Linked DNA regions of Mus musculus: region 2 is linked to region 1. Evidence: chromatin contacts called from public HiChIP or PLAC-seq data. All regions are on one chromosome and are shown on one strand. Each heading gives the region's core, a stretch centred on a gene start, on an enhancer-like site or on the middle of the called end of the contact. The rest is flanking DNA. Distances are from core to core; before and after follow the strand shown.

Region 1 (3,212 bases), core at 44-2,543:
ACTCACATGGTGGTTCACGGCTATCTGTAACTCCAGGTTCAGGGGTCTGATACCCTATTCTGACCTACGTGGACCCCAGGCACATACATGGTACACATACATACATGCAGGCAAAATATCCATATACACAAAATAAAGACATAAAGTTAAAAAGAGTAATATCCAAGGTGGAGGTCCAGCCAAACAGCTTTGTCAAGGGGTCACACTGGGTGCCACAGCTGTACACAGGGACCTTTTGACAGGGACTTTAAGCTGTGACTGGTGGGATTTCTGTCACTTCCTTCTAACCCTATGCCAGCAGCACTCTATCTTCCTTTGGCTGATGCCACCTGAGGATACCCTGAGATTAAGATGTATCCTCCCCAGAGTCAGAGAGGGGACCCGAGTTAACACTGGAGAAATGCCTGTTCCCTGATGAATAGTTTTAAGGGATAAATTGGCAGCCAAATAATACAATATTCCTCCCTCCCTCCCTCCTTCCTTCCTTCCTTCCTCCCTTCCTTCCTTTTTTCCTTCCTTCTTTTGTTAGTTATTTAGTTATTTATTGATGGATTATTAATACATTGGCAGGAATATAGCTACTGGATTTGTCACACGCATCTGGAAAGCAGTGATCATCTAGGCTTCCTCTATGAAGAATCAGTTCCCTCATAGAACCTTTTGTTGAAGAGAGAAACATTACCTTGTCCTGGAGACTGAGCTGAGAGGCTGAGCTGAAAGGTCAAATTTCCAAGACTGCATCCCACAGAAAACTCACACTCACACACAAAAAATGCCATCTGCAAAATATCAGTTTTATGCAGGAGAGGGATGCTTTAGTGTGAACCCTGGGCTCTCATGATGGGTCCCTGTTGAGACAGGATGAGAGAGTGAGGGGCTGCTGTGCCCACACACACTAAGGGGCAATATGTGAAAGGTCCAAGAGCAGAGCAGAGTTCCAGCAAAGCTTGCTCAGAAGCCTCCTGCCCAACTGCCACACCCACAGTGAACTGGCAGAGGATTCTGCACCTGGTTGCGAGGTGCTCACACTCATCTTATCATTGGTTTGTTTAAAGGTGACCCTATGAGTCTGAACCAGGCCACAACAGTTCAAGGGAGATGTGGAAAGAGTGCCTCATGGAATGTTTTAGAAGAGACGGTTCATCTCTTCCTTGGAAGCCACTGGGGCTGAGTGTGATGACGGTGTGCTGTGTGCTTCCTGGGAACTAGGAGGAGTCAGTGTTAGCACGAAGGTAAAGATGGCGACGGCCAGAGAACAGGAAGGAACTTGCATCAGCCCACCCACAAAGGCCCCAACTAGACTGGCTTCAAGTCCTGCATAGTCAACAGTGAGAACATAGAGGAAGTGGTGGCTGCCCTGAGCCAAATGCCCGAACCAGGAGGCTCTTCAAGGAGGGGAGCTTAATGTGGTAGATTCAAAATCATCTACCTAGGAGCAAAGTAGGAACATGAACAGATGAGAAACAGTTAAAATATAACTGGGGGGCTGGAGAGATGACTCAGCGATTAAGAGTGCTACCTGCTCTTGCAGAGGACCTGGGTTCAGTTCCCAGCACATACATGGCAGCTCAGAACCATCTGTAGTTCCAGTTCCAAGGGCTAGGGTACCCACATTTTGCTTCTATAACACCAGGCATGCATGAGGCATGCATATATATATATAGACAAAACACTCAGAAACACAAAATAAAAAGTGAGTGTTAAAATATAGATGGTTTACCTTATTGCTGAAGACATCATGTGGGAAGCCGTTGCAGAGTGGCAGTTACAGAGTGGCAGTTGCAGAGTGGCAGTTGCAGAGTGGCAGTTGCAGAGTGGCAGTTGGCTACTGCTGGCCACCACACATACATAGGCAGTAAAGGTTCTTTTGCCAAGATGAGGTTTTGAGAATTAACCAAAGTTAAACAATCAGATGAGAGACAAGTTAACCAATCAGATGAGAGACAAGTTAACCAATCAGATGAGAGAGAACACCTCTCCTAGGCCTATATAAGCAGCACCAGTTCTGGGCTTGGGGTCACTTCGCCTCTGTAATCAAGCTCTCCCAATAAACGTGTGCGGAAGGGTCCTGTTGCAGCGTCGTTCTTCCTGGCCAGTCGGGCGCATGCAAGAACATCACACAATGCAATTATAGGTCACAAAAGAATAAAGCTGGAAGCTTCTCCTTAGAAGCTAATAGTGCAGGAAAGCGCTATGTACGTGATGGGGATACTTACCCAGGGGGACGATCAGTGGTCTTACCCAATATAAACTTTGAATATTACAATATCAACCTGTCAGGCAAGACGGACTCACTGATGTAAGAGCGGCATGGCTGTTTTGAGCGTACCTGGTGGGGTCTGGGAATCACCGCACAAACCACTCAGACACCAATCTTGGTCAAATAGGGATGGCTTATTGAACATCACATCCCAATACTGATCCATCAGGGATGCAGCCCAGACTCGGGAGCTGAACTGCGTCCTTGATCTGGACTGCATCCTTAAGTTAAGATCCTACAGGGCTTTTAAGTCCCAAATCTACAATCATGTGTGCCAAGTGATTCCACCAATCAGGATTTAGGGATGGTGGTTTCCTTAGAAACATGCCTTTGTTGTACATGCATCCTGATTCAGTTGGTTGGGGTATTCAGTGGTGGCAGGGAACTTGCCTTGTCTAACATTCATGTCTTAACATACCAACCAGGATGTCAGTTACCCACATACATGTCTCTTTCTGCCAAGTAGGAAGCCAGTTCCCAGGGAGGTAAACTTTACTTGACCCCTACTCAAAATGGAAGTCTTATTCCATATAGATTCTTTTATTGGTGCAGAGGTCCCTCTTATGTTGGGGGTCCATCCCAGGGACAACTTATAAAAGCAAAGACCATAAAAGCTCATAACCAGGTGCAGGAAGTGCTGCCCGGTGGTTGGTTCATGTCCAAGCTTACTGTGGCTAACTATACAAAGCAGTTCTAAGTGACTTCTGTTGTGATTGGTTTCCAAGAACACCAAAGCACAGAACCTCCTAGTGAAGAGCAGAAATAACATATGAGAAAGTTTCCTAGTAACATTAGTAACAGCACAAAGTGGTAGACCAGACAGGCAACCATTACCTAAAACTTAACCTTTCACCTAGGCCTTAACAGTAGCCAACCACTATCTGCTTGAATTTCAGGCCCACTACCTGGGAAAGAGTGACAGCCTAGTACTGTACCCTTGCTCAGAAGCACT
Region 2 (3,494 bases), core at 312-2,811, 73 kb after region 1:
CTGTAAGGGGATCTGATGCCCTCTTCTGTTGTGTCTAGATACAGCTATTAACTCTTAGGAAAGACATAACGGAAGAAAAAAAGGAAGGAGGGAGGGAGGGAGGGAGGGAGGGAGGGAGGGAGGGAGGGAGGGAGGAAGAAAAAGTATAAAGAAAGTTCTTCAGGGTATTGGCTTCAACAACAAAACATTTCCTAATGCCACAAGTTAGAAAACAAAAAATTGCTGAATGTAATTATTTTAAACTTAAAGGACACAACCAACAGCATGGAGAGACAGCCTGCAGTGTGGGAATCTTTGCAGACTATGGGTCTGCCTGGTAGAAAGCCAGGTGAGGTGGGGGTGTCTGTAACCCGAAAGACAGGAGGATCCTGGAGATCACAGGCCAGATAGACTGAATCTGTGAGCTCAGGAGCAGCGGGAGACCATGTCTGAATAAACAAGGTGGAGAGTGTTAGAGAAAGGGATCCAGTGTCAATCTCCACATGTATGTGTGCACCCATGTGTGCACCTGAGAGCACATGCACATGTGTGTACACACACAGAGAGACATACACACAAACATTTTCACACATATATCACAGAGACACATTTTTTCTCAAAAGAACAAAAGTTAACCTCAAAGGAGTAGAAAATAGAAAAGAGGTTATCAGCCTGGGAAGGGTATTAGGGAAGACAGGAGAGTGCTTGCAATTAGAGATAGAGTTTGTAGGACACAGGGGTATCTATTATTTGATGAGAATGACAACTTTTAGTGTTGTATGAGAGAGATGAAAATATGTCTGACAACAGAATATTTCAAAATACCTCATACACAAGATTACAAAGAAATGACAAATGACTGATGAAAGCCCAGCTACCCTGATCTGATCACTACATCTTGTACAAACTTGTGAAAAAGCCACATTGTACTCCATCAGGTTTTCTCAAAATGTGGGCCAGGCTGGCCTTGAACCAACAGAGGTCCACCCACCTCTGCTTTCTGAGTGCTGGCATTAAAGGTAATCACCACCACACCCAGCCCCTGTAAGTATTCATTACTGTGTCAACTAAAGCTCACAGCAGAACGGGAGATGGAGCTGCATCTAGAAACCCCAGCACTCAGAGGGTGGAGTCCGGAGGATCACAAGTTCAGGGGCATCCTAGGCTGCATGTGCCAAACATGAAACCCAAAATACATTTTGTGAGAATTAGTTCATCCACTCACTCATCGGCTTTCGTGGAGCAGCTAGGGTTGGAAGGTTTGTTTTTGGCTTTTATTTTTATTTTTTATTTTGAAATTTGTTTTTCTGCAGTACACATAGAATCCACAAGATGTCAAAAAACTTGCCTTTTCTTTTAGGGGTAAGCAGCTGGTGAATAGATCAGCCAGGTTTCTCTAACACAGAACAGACCGTCTTGGTCGCCCTCACCACTGACATGGAAGTGTCTAAAGCCCTTGCTACTTACCTGGGAGGAAGAATAGGAGTAGAGCAGAGAACTGCCACATGGTCGTCTCCTCTCATGTCCTTGTTGACGACAGATGTCAGGACCCTGTGAGGACTCGCAGCTCAGCTTGAGTTGCCTTTAGGTCTCTCTTGTTCACTTCTCTCAGTAACTTCCTTGACAAAATTTCTCAATTTTGCATACAGGAAGAAGATGATGTCAATCTTTGAGACAACCAAGTCACTGGAAAAGAGTGACAGCCGGGTGAACAGGGAACTTCCTCTAATGAGTAGATGCAATGGGACACATGAACTTGAAAGACAGATGGGAATCAGGAGGAGAGATGCAGACACACAGATCAGCAGAGACAGACACAAAGGATGGGATACAGCAAAGCCCTCACCTAGGAAGTAACTGAGTTGCAGGGGATCATGGGAGAGGAGAACAACCAAAGGCATAGTGGCTGTAGTAGCAAGAGTGTACAAGGCAGCCCAGGCTAAGCCCGTGGCAGTAGCCTAGGCTAAGCCCTGGGTGGCAGAGGGCATTTCTGAAGGCTCAGCCTGGGGCAGCAGGAATTCATCTAGCTATGGACGTCTCAGCACGGATTTCTGTGGCCAGGGGCATCTGCCACAATGGCTACTATTGACACAGGCATTGACTCAAAGAACAAGGGAGACTGTGGGTTTTAAGGAAAGTCTCATGGAGCCAAAGCTGGCCTTGAGCTTCTCATTTTCCTTTTTCCAACATTAAAGTGCTAGCGTTACGGACATTCCCCACCATGCTCTTTTATGAGACTCTGAAGCCTGAAACCAAGGTTTCACGAATGCACTCTACCCACTGCCCTGAATCCACAAGCCCTGGTTCTGTTTCTGTAAGACAGAGTTTTGCTGTGCAGCCCAAGCTGGCTTCAAGCTCTCTTCCTCCAGTAAGCCTCCCATATTGTGGGAATCTGCAGTTGGTTTAAATCCAGAGGACCAATTTCAAGTGTAGATATGTAGATATAGGTACATGTATCCCTGGTATCAAATTATTATGGGAGGAATTTTACAAACACATACATATGCACATACACACACACATTCACACAGGAGAATCTACACACACATGAATGTACACACTAATGCACACACAGATGCACATACACACATGAACACATGCCCATGCACACACATACCACATATACACAACACAGATATATACACAGACCACACACATATACCACATATACATAATCCAGCACACATACATACACACAGATCACACACATATGCACACAAACAGCACAAACACACATATACCATATACACTCACACACCACACACACCATACAAATACACACCACACACATATACACACAAATACACATACACACACATAACCCACCACACACACAACCTACCTCACACATGCATATATACACACACATATAACCCACCTCACCCTCACATACACACATGCACCACAAAAATACACACATACATTACCTAACACACACAATCCGTCACAAACACACACACACCCCACCTCAGCTACCAACACAAAACGTCATTTAATAATATTTTCCTTTTTTGTGTGGACTGAGATCAAAACCAGGGTTTAATGCACTGTAGACAAGCATGCTACCATTGAGCCACATCTCCAGATGTATTCATTCTGTATTAGGCTGAAACACATAATGAAATAAATATTAGGAGTTAGAGAGGTGGCTTATGGGTAAGAGCCACCTCTGATCATCACAGACAACTGCATCCACGTGCGTATACACACACACAGTCATACACACATATAGATAATTAAACATAAAGTCAGGGACTGGAGAGACAGCTCAGTGACAGAGTGCATACTGCTCTGTCAGAGGACCCAAGTGTGGTTCCAAACCCACGAGTGATGGCTCACAACCACCTGTGACTTGAGCTCTGGATGATCCATCGCCCTATTCTGTTACCCAGGGGCACTTCACATACAAGTGCATGTGTTTCTGTGTCACACACACACACTCACACAATTATAATAAAACAAATCTTTTAAAGATCTCAAAATAAAAATATAATTCATTCAAAAACAAATTTAAG

Evidence for each region. HiChIP or PLAC-seq counts read pairs in DNA pulled down with a chosen protein or histone mark.
Region 2: an H3K27ac HiChIP or PLAC-seq map of the HPC-7 cell line shows a contact between it and region 1, with 6 times the contacts expected there. The contact joins the promoter of Cd300ld here to the enhancer-like site in region 1. A contact is called at or near these places in 7 of 39 promoter capture datasets (the 3T3-L1 cell line, the C10 cell line, the HPC-7 cell line and 3 more), 12 of 484 Hi-C or Micro-C datasets (the BV-2 cell line, the HPC-5 cell line, bone marrow-derived macrophages and 6 more), 5 of 115 datasets of contacts at active chromatin or transcription factors (the HPC-7 cell line, bone marrow-derived dendritic cells, bone marrow-derived macrophages and 2 more) and 3 of 9 other capture datasets (adipose tissue, bone marrow-derived macrophages and pancreatic islet).

The regions. Positions count from the first base shown.
Region 1 is chr11:114,916,033-114,919,244 of GRCm38.p6, forward strand. No RefSeq gene overlaps it. Among named protein-coding and RNA genes, the nearest start is that of Cd300lb, 17 kb to the right of the region's middle. Within about 2 kb of position 1,294, at least 46 of the 459 cell types and tissues checked have an H3K27ac peak or open chromatin away from gene starts, as enhancers often do. A contact at or near this core is called in the BV-2 cell line, the HPC-5 cell line, the HPC-7 cell line and 5 more, where this site is marked.
Region 2 is chr11:114,988,325-114,991,818 of GRCm38.p6, forward strand. It overlaps Cd300ld (CD300 molecule like family member d), which reads right to left and starts at 1,562. Exons shown (of 4, transcript NM_145437.2): 1 at 1,447-1,562. The coding sequence starts at 1,486.